Linked DNA regions of Mus musculus: region 2 is linked to region 1. A link is a contact called in public promoter capture Hi-C data. All regions are on one chromosome and are shown on one strand. Each heading gives the region's core, a stretch centred on a gene start, on an enhancer-like site or on the middle of the called end of the contact. The rest is flanking DNA. Distances are from core to core; before and after follow the strand shown.

What was found. Promoter capture Hi-C pulls out the DNA fragments that hold promoters and counts their contacts.
Region 2: a promoter capture Hi-C map of liver shows a contact between it and region 1, with 2.7 times the contacts expected there. The contact joins two enhancer-like sites. A contact is called at or near these places in 6 of 39 promoter capture datasets (cranial neural crest, embryonic stem cells, frontonasal cranial neural crest and 2 more), 1 of 484 Hi-C or Micro-C datasets (stem cell-derived primordial germ cell-like cells) and 2 of 9 other capture datasets (embryonic tail and pancreatic islet).

What each region holds. Positions count from the first base shown.
Region 1 is chr2:4,337,149-4,344,232 of GRCm38.p6, forward strand. All of the region lies in intron 1 of Frmd4a (FERM domain containing 4A), which reads left to right. Among named protein-coding and RNA genes, the nearest start is that of Gm23691, 40 kb to the right of the region's middle. RefSeq lists an enhancer at 2,510-4,309. Within about 2 kb of position 2,858, at least 37 of the 459 cell types and tissues checked have an H3K27ac peak or open chromatin away from gene starts, as enhancers often do.
Region 2 is chr2:4,583,915-4,590,998 of GRCm38.p6, forward strand. It overlaps Frmd4a (FERM domain containing 4A), which reads left to right. Exons shown (of 23, transcript NM_172475.3): 15 at 2,447-2,580; 16 at 6,706-6,828. It overlaps Gm13179 (a long non-coding RNA gene), which reads right to left. Exons shown (of 3, transcript XR_003953990.1): 2 at 2,906-3,037; 3 at 2,535-2,619. Among named protein-coding and RNA genes, the nearest start is that of Gm13179, 7.1 kb to the right of the region's middle. RefSeq lists an enhancer at 3,671-4,848. Within about 2 kb of position 3,412, at least 29 of the 459 cell types and tissues checked have an H3K27ac peak or open chromatin away from gene starts, as enhancers often do.

The DNA.
Region 1 (7,084 bases), core at 1,608-4,107:
GGTGTTAAAATGTTTGAAAGGCTCTCCAGGAGTTTCTGTTGTAAAGGCAATCCAGAGAGTGAAGGCTAAGGAGCCTCATTCCACTGTCAGATGGCAAGATGTTTATTAAACCCAAATAGTTGTAGCAGCAGCACAGCAGGGGTGGGCCTTAAATGACCTTGCTTTGTTTAGTAGGCATTCTATGGAGTATCACACTGTACCTTATAAACATGTACTTCTGAAATTATAATCTTTAAAGCAATTTAAAATTTTGATGTTTATATCTACATAAACAATGAATCAGGAAAATAATTAAAATTATACAAACAGGCAAAAGAAGAAAGAGACAATTTACAAACACCTATGTACATATGTGTAGGTGCATATGGATTCATGCACTATACACATGTGCACATTTTATGTGCATATGTTTTTACATATAATATGATATAATACCATAAGTGACAGCTAAAAAAATGAGGGTTAAGTGTGAGGTTGTAGCTCAGTGCTACAACCATCCGAGGTAGGCATGCATGCACACATGCACACACACACACACACACACACACACACACACACACACAAAGCTCTAGGCAGTGAGGATCACTCAGATCACTCAGATGAAATGGGAAGCACTAGATAGGCAGTGGCTGCCTTTATTATCACAAAAAAAATGAACATGAGCACCTGTGACCACACCCGTGGAGGGGACAAACCTGTGCTATAGCAGTGCCCGATTCTAAAATGGGCTTACTCACTTCTAAAATGTCAACCTCACACCTCCAACTGAGTCTGTGTCACAGCTGTGGAGACAAAAAGCTTCATTTGTCTCCAGTGTCTCTCACACAGCCCTTTACCACCCTACCCTCCAGCACAGGTTAGTTACGCAGGCTAGAATGCCCACACCTGGGAGTGGGAGCTTTAGAAGAGAAATGATTCAAAGTTATATAAACTTTAGATGTGAATGGAAAATTTAGTCATAAGCATAAGAAGGCTCACAGTGTTCACATCACAAAATCTTTTTTTAAAAAAAGTAAAATTATCAATTAACTACCTTATACATCCCTTTATGCACTATCTTTCTAATAAAAGATTTACTTATTTGTATTTTACATCTTTTTTTTTTTATTTATTTAATGTATATGAGTACACGGTCTCTATCTTCATGCACACCAGAAGAGGGCGTCAGATCTCATTACAGATGGTTGTGAGCCACCATGTGGTTGCTGGGAATTGAACTCAGGACCTCTGGAAGAGCAGTTGGTGCTTTTAACCGCTGAGCCATCTCTCCAGCCCCCTTATTTGTATTTTATATGAACAAGTATTTTTCTGCCTGAATGTGCTATGTAGCCTTAGAGGCCAGAAGAGGGCGTCGGGTCCCCTGGAACTAGAGTTACAGATGACTGTTAAGTGTGGAGCTAGTGTTGAGGCCTAAACCCAGATCTTCTGCGAGAGGAGCCAGTTCTCTTAGCCACGGAATAATCTCTCCATCCACTATACTTTTAGGCCAACATAGTTTCCCTGTTTGCTCTTAGATCTCTTGTCGTAAGCCCACGATTTGGTAACGCATTCCACTGAGACGAGAGAAAGATAAGGCAGATCAAAATGTGTTCTTTCATCCCCGAGGGCTTAAGTGGCTGTCTTTCAGACTCCACAGCATCTCATTGGAAAGCTGTGAACATTTTTTTTTAATTATTATAGAATTTTGGAGTTATCCCTCTCAAGTTTCTTTTATAAGTAGTCTATGGCGGAAGGCGCTTGATGTTTAGAATCAAGCGTTAGAGGTGTGCACCTCTAGACACAGGCTTTGTGAGCAAATCCCATCGGATTCTACTGCCTTCAATTAAAAGACATTGCAGCGATGCTTTATAATTGCAGGCATTGTCTGCTACAGACATTTCTGGTGGGAGAAACCAGGCCTGGAGTTGTACATACTGAATCCTCTGTAATTTTACAAGCCCGGTGATGGGAAGATTTCTCCATAGAAGGCTTCTGACTTTCAGCATTTTAAACATGATTTCTCTTCTGCTAGCCACATATCTGTACAGCCAGGGCCATAGATTGGTAGGATCACGAGCCTTCCCTGGACATGGCTGAGACCCAGCACTGGGGACCCTGCAGCGTTGCCAGCAGCCATTTCTCAGCTGGTGCAGCTATCAGTGTCTTGGGTAACATGGAATCTGAACCTCAGATATCCAGCCTTCTTACCCCAGACCAAATGTGTCCTCTCTCAGCTTCCTCGTGGCATTCCAAAAATACCCATGGACATTCCATGGCTGCTTGATCCAGGGAGGACATCTCAGAGAGCAGAAGTCAAAGTGGAAAGGGGAATTAGTCACAGCCAATGGCAATTAAAATATTTCGTTCTTGAAGTAATGACTCCAGAAGGACATGGCTAGAGATCAGCCCAGAGATACACAGCAATAAGAATCTATAAAACGTAAGCTTCCAAATGACTCTCCCTCCCCCCACTCCTCCCTCCCCCCTCCCCTTCCTGTGTTTTCAAACTATAAGAAACTATAAGATGAACAATCTGAATTATTGGCCCACCATAAATTGCGCTGGCCTCAAAGACACAGCACACACATGTATGGCATATGGACATCTGTTTTAGATTGCTTGAGAATTTTTTTTCACTTAGATGCCATTGGATTGGGGTTATTTTCCCCCTGCCCTCTATTCCTTGAAACCATACCCTTCATAAGAGTTATAAATATTCATGTATTTTTCTTCTAGTGCCTGCTGTAAAAGCACCCAAGAGGGCCACATTCCTGGGCCTCTGGTCTCCCTGGTCTTAGGGTATAGGCCTATGGCAGTCATAGGGTATATCTCCCAATATGGAAGTATGGTTCAAAGGCACTTTGGTATGTGAGGGTTGTACGTCTAAGAAGGAAAGTTGGTCCAGTAGCTATAGTAACCACCCAGGGGTTAGGAATTTGGGAGAGGCCTTTGCCTTTTTTAAAAAAAAAAATCTACTACATAATCATTGGGGTTTTTCCCTAAGGCTAACACTGCCTCTTTGTGGACCACATAGCCAGGCTGGCATTTAGTTATAGTTCTGTAGTCCCACAGATTGTAAGAGAAAATAGGTAAGACATGAAGCTGCCACCTCAGTTGGAGTTTGTCATCACAGAGACTCGTTTTGTGTTCTTGGAATAGGAAACACGTTTCTGGAGCACAGAGTTCCTAGAAGCCTGAGTTTGTAAACTCAGCCCCACCAACTGCATGATTAGTTCTGACACCATCTCTCCTCCAGAATGACAGACAATTCCTCTCCAGTGTGACAGGGTTTCAGTCTTCATATGTATCTTCTGAAATAACTAACACAAGCAATCTGGACCAAAGGGGGCAGGCTGCGATGCAGCCGAATGCTTCCACATGTGCAAGGTTCCACTTTGATTCTCAATTTGCTATGTTTGCTGTTCCCCTTTCATCGTGTCGTTATGGCGATGTAGGCTTTCAAAGGGCGGCATCTTTTATATTATTTAGTGCTTACATTTGGCTTGAACCTACCTTCCTCTTCACTGATCTATAACATGTGCTGTGCATAAAAAGAGTAAGGGGCGGGCAGCTTATACCAAGGAAAAACTATCAGCAAGTTTATTCCAGTTCTTATTCCGATCTGCACGTTCATTTGTTGTTCCTTCTCGGCCATTCCTCAAAACAGATGGAACCTGTCAGGATACACCCTCGTTCTCTCTCTCTCTCTCTCTCTCTCTCTCTCTCTCTCTCTCTCTCTGTGTGTGTGTGTGTGTGTGTGTGTGTGTGTGTGTGTGTGTGTGTGTGCATGTGTGTAAGGGCTCTGTATACCAGGCTGGCCTTGAACTCACAGGAATTAAAGGTATGCGCAGCCAATGCTGCCACCAGTCACACACCGTATCTCTCTAAGCAGTATTTTCCAGTGTCAAAATGGATTCATGACCTTTTAGTAGGGACTAAAAGCAAAACCATCATTCTTGGATTTTAGAAGTGAACTTCCTTCATGCCAACTGGGAACAGTGTAATGGGTGAGTTTTTGCTTTGTACATAATTTTTTTTAAGGTAACAGGGAAGTGTTTCATTTCTTTGAATGCATTTTGTTTATTCTGTTGGGAAATTACACTTCCTTTGGAGGTTTGGAATTAGCTTCGAGTGATGCTGTCAGCCACTCCTCATTTGGTGGATGACAGTCCTGCAACACTCACCAAAACACTGCCAGAGCCTCTGGAAAATGACCAGGATCTAGCTTTGTTCAGCTTCTGCTACCTCTGCACAGGCTTCTGTGTGGTTTGACTCCTGTGTGGAAGGAGCCCAGCAACCTCCCTGTAGGCATCTATTCCAGGGCCTCCATCAGCCATACAAACTATCATTTACTTGGAATATTCTTTCAATTAAGTAATTTGGTAGAAGACAGCTAGCAGCCAGGTAAAGCATCCTACACACTCTCTCTCTAGCTATCACATCGAGCCCAGGCATGGCATATTCAGCTTTCTCTGCTTGGCTTCTCCATTCATTTGACGTACATTTGATTGCTCATTTATTTGTGTATTAAGTGTTCATTCACCTAACAAATAAGGACCACCCGTGCCCTGAGCCAGGCGTCATGCTAGGTTCTGGAGACAGGGTGGCAATATGATTTCTTGGTCTTGCAGAGTTCGAACTCAATGGAGATGGGGCAGCCACTCAACAATGTCATTTTGTAGACTCATGCAAAAATTACATTGGAGGCCAGCACTTTAAGGCAAAATGCCTGATAGTCTGAGGGAAGGGAATTAGGGAAGCAGAGACCTGCAAAGGAGATGGGAATTAATTAGGCAGAAGAGGCAGATAGACAAGAGGAACATTGCATACCAGCCAAAGCTGCTGTGCCAGCCATTAGGGCAAGCATCTAAGTCCAGTGGAGAATACCGTGTTTTCATATGTGGGCTGAAATTGACTGGACTATTTGACACTGGTCATTCTACTAAGCACTGTACTAGCACTAAGCACTGTACTAGCACTAAGCACTCTACTAGCCCACCGCTTTACCTTCGGGAAGCCAGCTGGCCAGCTTTGGAAGCCACTCTCCAGCCTCAGATGGAAATTTCCCTCATTCTCAAGGGTATGAGCTCATCGCCATGCCAGATGGGTTTCCAGTGAATGATTATTGTGCAATCTGATTATTTTTATGTCATGTTAATTCCCTTTGAAAAATGGAAACAGGATATGTAAGATAGAAGAGAATTTTCTAGCGACAGCCAGCAGATCGAGAGAAGGCATACAGTTCAGACGAAGGAGCAACTGTGTCATATGAAATAAATTACTAGTAATAACTTTTTACTATGCACAATACATTTTTATTATTTGATACATCTAAACATTGGATATCATTGATATCCCTGGTTGGCCTGGAACTCAGTATATCGACCAGGCTGTCCTGGAACTCACAGAGGTCCTCTACCTCAAAAGTGCTGAGATTAAAAGTGTATGCCACCACAACCAGCTTAGAGAAACTTTAGATCCACAGCAGATAACATAGAATCAATGCTAATATAACAGAAACTTGTACTCTGATTGCTAAACAGCCTCCCACAAGGTTATTCAATATCCTCTTGTAGCTCTCTCCTCTTCTAGCATCTTAAGTGTCTTCTTCATGCTGCTGACAAGGGAGGACAGAGGATGGAAGGACCCTGAGAGAGGTTTTTTTTTTTTAAATTTTTATTAGGTATTTAGCTCATTTACATTTCCAATGCTATACCAAAAGTCCCCCATATCCACCCACCCCCACCCCCCTGCCCACCCACTCCCCCTTTTTGGCCCTGGTGTTCCCCTGTACTGGGGCATATAAAGTTTGCAAGTCCAATGGGCCTCTCTTTCCAGTGATGGCCGACTAGGCCATCTTTTGATATATATGCAGCTAGAGTCAAGAGCTCCGGGGTACTGGTTAGTTCATAATGTTGTTCCACCTATAGGGTTGCAGATCCCTTTAGCTCCTTGGCTACTTTCTCTAGCTCCTCCATTGGGAGCCCTATGATCCATCCATTAGCTGACTGTGAGCATCCACTTCTGTGTTTGCTAGGCCCCGGCATAGTCTCACAAGAGACAGCTACATCTGGGTCCTTTCAATAAAATCTTGCTAGTGTATGCAATGGTGTCAGCGTTTGGGTGCTGATTATGGGGTGGATCCCTGGATATGGCAGTCTCTACATGGTCCATCCTTTCATCTCAGCTCCAAACTTTGTCTCTGTAACTCCTTCCATGGGTGTTTTGTTCCCAAATCTAAGGAGGGGCATAGTGTCCACACTTCAGTCTTCATTCTTCTTGAGTTTCATGTGTTTAGCAAATTATATCTTATATCTTGGGTATCCTAGGTTTGGGGCTAATATCCACTTATCAGTGAGTACATATTGTGTGAGTTTCTTTGTGAATGTGTTACCTCACTCAGGATGATGCCCTCCAGGTCCATCCATTTGGCTAGGAATTTCATAAATTCATTCTTTTTAATAGCTGAGTAGTACTCCCTGAGAGAGGTTTTAATGGGCCAGCCCTGCACGTGGGCACAGACCTTTTCCTCTCATCTTATTGGCCAGAACTCAGTCACCTGTCCACACCCAGCTGCTAGACAGGCTGGGAAGTGCAGGTGTGCAGTCACATAGTCAGAAAGTCAGCGCAGACTGGGGCTAAGAGAAAGGGTTTTGGAGACAGTGGGTTAGGGGTGTAAGTGTCCTCTCATCAAGAGGACCACAGCCAGTGCTTCAAATTACAGATAATACCAATCTCTATGTCTGCTAGATTTATCCTATGCATACATACATGCATACATACATACCTGTGATAATGTTTAGTTTATAACAAGACAAAGTAAAAGATGAATGACAGCATCTAATAAAATACAGCAACTCTAACAGAAGACTGTAGTATGCAGTGAGTCCTGGGACTCCTCCTGGCCCTTCCTCTTCTGTGCTAAGATGCAGGCACATCACTTGGACCTGGATTTCTTACTCACGTGGATCCTGGAGTTTCAAATGCAGATACTTGTGCTTCCATCAGTCACTTCCTCAACCGAGCTGTCTCCCCAGGCCCCTCGCTTTCACCCTACTTAAAGATTCACTTTGTTTTTAATATATTTATATTAATTCTCTGAGAA
Region 2 (7,084 bases), core at 2,162-4,661, 250 kb after region 1:
TACTAATCCTATAAGAGCAGACCAATCATCCACAAATTGTATGCTTGCTTCCTAAAATTTAATGTTGTGGTGAGTTTTGCTGTTCCCAACTATCTAGGGCTCTTAGATTTGACTCAATAAATCACCCTTTCCTATTGAGAGGTCAGGCAGGGGTGAAGGGAATACAATGAATTTTTCACTCATGCTAGAAATTCCTTAATCTTTTTTAACTCAAGTTTTCCCCAGGCCTGTTTTTAAAGTCTGACTTCCTTCCAGTATTATTTTACATCCTTATTAATTTTTTAGATGACAGAGCAGAGAATGCCTCATTAAATTTTCCTATCTTCAAAAGGGATTGGAGGTGGGTACTAAGAGACCCAATTAAGAGTCATAATGATTTTTTCAGGTTCCATTAGATGGACATAGCCCAGAGAGGTTTAGAGCCGATAAGCACATGGTAGTGAACTTAGGGATGTGAAAAACGTTAACCAACAGCAAACAAGGGTGCCTGCAATAAGATCCAGTGGTGTGATACCCGAGAAAGGCACATCTGGACTGAGTCTATAAGGACCATGAGGTAATGGAGTCTCAGCAAGGATCAAGCGTTTGCTGAGTTTGCTATTGAATTTGGACACCTGCAACTAAAGCATGTCAGAAACTCAGGAAAGAGTTATAGCATGGTCCAAAGCTTGGCAGGTAGCTTCCATAACGGAATGATATACAAGCAGTACACTATTACTCCTTTTTTTTCCACTAAGATGAGATACAATTTAATTATAGCACCCAAGTATACAACTGACAATATTTATTTGTTCCTGGGAAAGCATAAAGATGGTTTGTTCTTACAGTGACAGATGTCTTCAATTTCAAGCTCAAATGGGCCAGAAAAGGGAGAGAATGTAGCCTAAGTCATAGTCAAATTGTACGTAGACACTGAGAATTCTTCATTACTAGGATCTCAGGGATCTGGGAGAATGGAAATCAAGGGAATATGGGCTTCCTGACCAGAGACCTTGAAGAATAGGATGGTATGCTTAGAGGTCTGCTTTGAGTCTAGCAGAGCTGTTCAATGCAAAGACACAGAAGTCGGCATTCTGAGACATCTCCTTTACAATTGAGATAGCCTCCAATCCATTGCCTGGTCCTGGAACCATCCAAACATTCAGTTGTCTCTTAAGGAAATACAGTCCCCGGCCCGCACCCCACCACCACTACAAAGACCTTTGGGGATTTTTATTAGGATTGCTTTTTCTTATATTGTTTAATTCATGGCAAATTGGCATCTTTAAAACAATAACATCTGGATCCAGGTCTACAGTAGTCGCCTCTGTTTATTTATATCTCTAGTTGTTTCCAGCAAGGAGTTACACTTTTCGTAGTAGGATGCTCATCTTTACCTACACTAACCTAAGTCCCTGAAATGGCTTCTGGTAGGCCAGGCTGGTTTTGAACTTGCATTCCTCCTGCCTTGGCATTTGAGAAACCAAAGTTACAGACATAGATCCAGCTCTCTAGGGATGCGAGAGTTGGTGGTGGTGAAGTCTGAGCCCCCTGGATGCATACTCGGTGCTATCTGTTGATTTCTAACGGTTCAGCTAGTATGAATGAGAGAAGGAATGCAGCCATTAGCCTGGCTACATCTAGGGAAGCCATCAATACACTCTATAACCCATCAATGTAGAAAGAGCTACCAAGCTCAGTATAAGAAACCTGCTCCAGGAGCCAGACACTGCAACCTAGAAATTAATCTTTTGGTTTAAGCTAAATTCCTCCAGTTGGTATCTTCAACAGTTGCCTCCTATCTAGAAGCCTGCTGTTTGAATCATGCAGACGTGCTAGCCAGGAAAGCAAGGAATGTACATTTACGTCTCTTGAAAACTAACTATGCATCACTCTATATTGTATTCTTTCCATTAGGAGAAACGTTTTCTCAGCATATAGCACTCAGATAAAATAGAACAAAATTCTAGTTGGTATGTGTGTTCATGTGTATTATTATATTACCTGTGATATGTAATTATTATTATACCTGTCTATATTTTCATATATTTTTCAAAGAACAGATATTATATATGCAATAAGCAAAAACCAGCATATTTCAGTAGACAAGAGAAAATTTAAGTCATGATTGAAATTACTAATATTAACTTAAACTTTATTCTCCCCCTCCCTTTGTAAAGCATATAAAAATTGGCTGGTGTGACATGTCTTAAGACAATCAGAAATGACAGTGTTCTTGTTCAGGAGAGTCCACTCCCCTGACCGTCCTTCATGAAGCTATACCATTTCCACATGGTATTTGAAAATTCACTCCTCACGCTTGGAACACTGCACACCTGTCTCATTTCACGCTCCTTGATTCCCGGGGTAAATCCCATATCCGAGTTGCGAGCTCTGGTGGATTTCATTAGTGGTCCAGATGTGTGTCCCTTGTCAGCCGCCTAGTAACCCCGCTGTTTATCAACAGGTTCTCAGGAATCAGATAGCTCGCAGTCGGCCAAGAAAGACATGTTGGCTGCCTTGAAATCCAGGCAGGAAGCTCTGGAGGAGACGCTGCGCCAGAGGCTGGAGGAACTGAAGAGATTGTGTCTCCGGGAAGCTGTAAGCAATTAAGTCTGTGTTGTTTGTCATACATCTTCACTATGAACAGAAGACAGGGTGGAGACAATAGGACTGACTTTCAGGAAAACATGTACTGTCCCTCCCCAGTGCTGGAAACGCCCACCCTCTGTGATATCCTTTGTTAGAAACTAGGTATTGAGGAAACACCATACCAGTTAAAACCCTCTCTACTGAATCTTACATGACACATACACCCTGAAGCTAAATGACGAGTCCCTCTAACAGTCCCCAAACCATGCATGCATGGCACACCACACAGGACATGTCCTCACAGGACACTACCTCATTCTATATAATGTCCTACCACATCTTGCTTTCCAGAAGTTTCTGCCTGCTCATTGCTGGGAAAGCTTTTGCTTCTTCTGAGTTTGTCGTTGGTTTGTCATTGGGTACAATGTAGCATCACTGCAGGCCAACAAAGACACCAGGGTGGCACCTGAAATACACAGTAATCCATTAAACCTGCAGGTCCACTGTTTCTTTAGATCTTTCTTTTCGAAATGGAATCTTTGCCTAGTTTGTGGTGGCTGCTGCTGCTGCTGCTGCTGTTGGTTTGTCAGTTTGTTGTTGTTGTTGTTGTTGTTGTTGTTGTTGTTGTTGTTGGTTTTGTTTCTGCACCTTTGGGGATTGAACCTATGGCCTCACGTATGCCAGGCTAGCGTTCTTCCACCGAGCTATATACCCAGCATAGTAATTCTTGTAAGCTTGATGTAAAACAATGTTGCATTGGGCTGGAAAGATGGCTCACTTTGCCAGTGTGAGGACTAGAAGTGAATCCCAAGACTCTAGATAAAAGCCTAGCAGAGTAGAACACGCCTACCATCTCTTTGAGGAGATGGGAGGGAGGGAGCAGCTAGTCTAGCATACTCAGAGACAAGCAACAAAAGGGACCTTGTCTCAAACAAGGCAGAAGATGAAAGCCGATACCCAAGGGTTGTCCTGTGCCCTCCACGTACCACCACAAGTATACTCCACCCCCACCCCCCCACACACACACACCACTCCCACAGACAACGTCTTCTTCAGCCTGTTTCAGTGCTAGTCCCAATAGCAATATATATGGTGAGACTCCCTCAATCCACTTTGACATTTATTAAAATGTCCATTCTTCCCTTGTAGACTTCATTTCTTAGTGTAACACATACAGTCATGTGCATGTGTGTGTTGTGTGTGCAAACACACATGTGCGTGTGCTTCACATGACCACCATGTTGCTCTCCTGGGAGTGGTTGTACTCCACAGACCCTGACCCAAAGCTCCGTGGGTAAACAGTTCCGGATGGGAAGTGTGGAGAGTGCCCCTAACTAAATCCAGGAGGAGCACCCCCTCCCCCACACAATAATGCTTTGCAGCAGGAAGAGCGAACCAGTGGGCCTGAGAGTGAGATCACATTACATTTCAACTTGGCTTAATTATGTCTGGATTGATTTAAACCGGAGCTTGCTCAAGGCAGAACCACGTTAGCACAAATCCATTGCAAATCAGGAAAGCCAGGGGCCTGTCTGGGGGGAGGGGGGTGTGCTATGTGATACTGTAAATATTAGCGGCTTTTTTTTATAAAGACTATGCTTGAACAAGAGGGGGGGAAAAGTGGGTCCTTGGTGTCTGCCTCTCATAAATTTGTAAAGCCTTGTTTTGTGTTTAATAAAAGAAGTCACTAAACCAAGCAAAGACCATACATTACAGCACGTAAGGAACATGTCAAGGCGAGGCTGGCACGTACCATAAAAGTTTCACAAAGGCAATGTAAAGAAAACAAAAGCTCCCACTTCCTCTGACTTTGAGAACAGAAAATATAACTTAGGTAGAAACAACCCAAAAGCCAGCCCCTTGTCCACGTGTGTTAACGTCCACCAGAGTCTCCTGACACATGTGCGATAAAGGGATCCAGCAGCCTCCGTGCTAATTCCCGGCTCACAGATCCTCCAGACTCAAGGAGCAAGCAACACTGTTTGACCCCTTGGGAGGAGAGCAGCCACTCGAGGCAGAGTGGGAACCATGGGTGTTCCACAGCGAGAGGGCCCACTGCCATGCATTCAATTACGTCTCCACCATGGGGCTCTGGTGAAATCAGATTTGTAGATGGAGAATCAAGACCTTGACTTGACCTGGGTACTTTCAAGCCGTAGCCGCGTTTTAAAAATATAGACTGAAACCACAAACACTTAGGAGTTATAAATCCATGGAAGAGGTTAACAGCCTCTTCTGCCACATCTCAGAAAGGAAGTCCTGACAGTGTGCTGTTTACACATATATTAAAATAACAATCTTAACAGGCTGTTGTTTGTAGAAGGCCTAAAAGGGAAGCAGATAGGAATTCACAGATTAAGCAAGTGTCTCAGAGACACTTGTGAATCTTTTTTAAAGAGAGAATATTCCAGAATAGCAAACAGTGGGCTATCCTGCTCTAAAATTCTAGAATGCTTACATAAGGAATAAAAGAACACAGAGGAGAAGAGGCCCAGGATGTGGGGAGGAGGGTGCTTGTGCACACACAGACCACATAGACACACACAGACACACATACCCATTTAGTCTGCCTGCCACAACGAGAAGGGCTTTCAGCGGTCCTTCCTGTTGACCTGACTTTGCCTGCTATGGGCACTCAGACCTGGGTTGCCCAGCATGACAGCTGTCTGTTCGAGCTTCAAGAGGATACTTCTAAGCTTGTCCTCGCCACAGACATCCATTGGGCCATTGTGTAGCATCTGCACTGATCGTGGGTCAGAAAGCCAGAACTGGTGTCTGCCCAAATGGGCCTGCCAAATGCACAGAGTGGGGTCCCCAGCCTCTCCGGTGCCTCTCTGCAGTCTCAGAGAGACGTCTTGCAGTCTTGCCTGGCTTCCATAGTCTTGGTCAGCTGCAGACTTAAACCAGGCCTCATTCAGCCTAGTGTGGTACACTCGTGCAGGCAGGGCCTTCTAATTCTGAGACATTCCTCAGATGCTCTGTGCTGGCCCAGAGTCACTGTGCAATCTGCACTCTGCTTGTTGTCATGGTGCCCTTAACACTTAGGTTCCCAGAGCCCCAGATGTACACACACCAGAATTTCTGTGTGTGTGTGTGTGTGTGTGTGTGTGTGTGTGTGTACCTCCTCTGTTAATGTTTAGTTTTTACTAAAACTCTCACACAGAAGTTAGTGTCTTTTTTTTTTTAAGACAAAGTTTCACTATGTAGCCATGGCTGGCCTTGAACTCGTGGCCTTGGTGAGGCTTGCAATAGCACACCTATTGGTCTTTGAGGTCAGCCTTCTGCTGTTGAATGCAGAGCTGGAGCTAAATGATGATCAGTCTCTTCTAGGCAATGCAGTTGCCTGGCATTTGACATCCAGATAACACTCCCCATAGGAAGACTCATGTGGGCAAAGACATACAAGCAAGCGACGACAACAACAACAACAAACACTTAAGTTTCCAAGTGGGAGTAACAGATGCAAGTGAAAAGAATCAGTTGTGTTGATTGCTGCTCACTGACTGTGTGGCATTTCTTCACACATAGTAGGCTCACAGGAAATGCTCACTAGATCAACAAATGAATGAAAATGGACCATAGTGAAGTCCAAGAGAAGTTCTATTTGCTTAACCAAAAAAAAAAAAAAAAAAAAAAAATGGGTGGGGGAATAAAACTCCAAAGTGCATCTGTTCTGTAGCTAGGGAGTGTTAGCATTCATTTTTTTTTTTTTTTTGTAGAGGTTAAATTTCATAATGTGAACTATTCCTCCTACCCTCTGCCCCCCAATACTGGGGAGTGAACTCAGGGCTTCATGCAGGCTGGGCAAGCGCACTGCCTCTGAACTCTATCTGCAAATCATTTTTAGAGGAGGTCGTTTTATGGAGGTCTTCTGAGATGGCTTCATTAGTTAGCTCATTAGTGGTCTTAACTTTGTGATCCTCCCCCGTCAGCCTCCTGAGTAGCTAGCTGGGCTGCAGATCTGTACTGTCAAGCTATCCCATGAAGCCTCATTTAAGCATAGTGCTTAATGCTAATGGGTCTTAGGTATGCATTGGACCTCTGCATCAGTTTGTGTGTCCTAGCTAAAAGGTAAGCATGTCCTCTGAGCTACATGATATACAACCTCTCTGAACTGCTCTTTTGCGCATGCAGGAACTCACAGGAAAATTGCCTGTGGAATATCCCCTGGATCCAGGCGAGGAACCACCTATTGTTCGGAGGAGAATTGGAACAGCCTTCAAGCTGGATGAACAAAAAATCCTGCCTAAAGGAGAGGTATGCTCCTCTCTCACTGGAGTCTTTCCCGTTGTCCCACTTGTATTATCCTTGTTTGTCCTTGTTGGGGTTGGTAGGGTCTCTGTAATTTCTTCATTGTTTCTAAATTCCCATATTTTCCCTTTTACCGTGTTTGGGTCAGCTGGCTAGTTGCTATCTGGTTTTCCTTGACAGGCTGAGTTTGCTTGCCTGAGTGTACATAGTTGGGTCTCTGTTGAGGTTGTTTATCTAATACTATAGTCTATTTGCAGGTGGT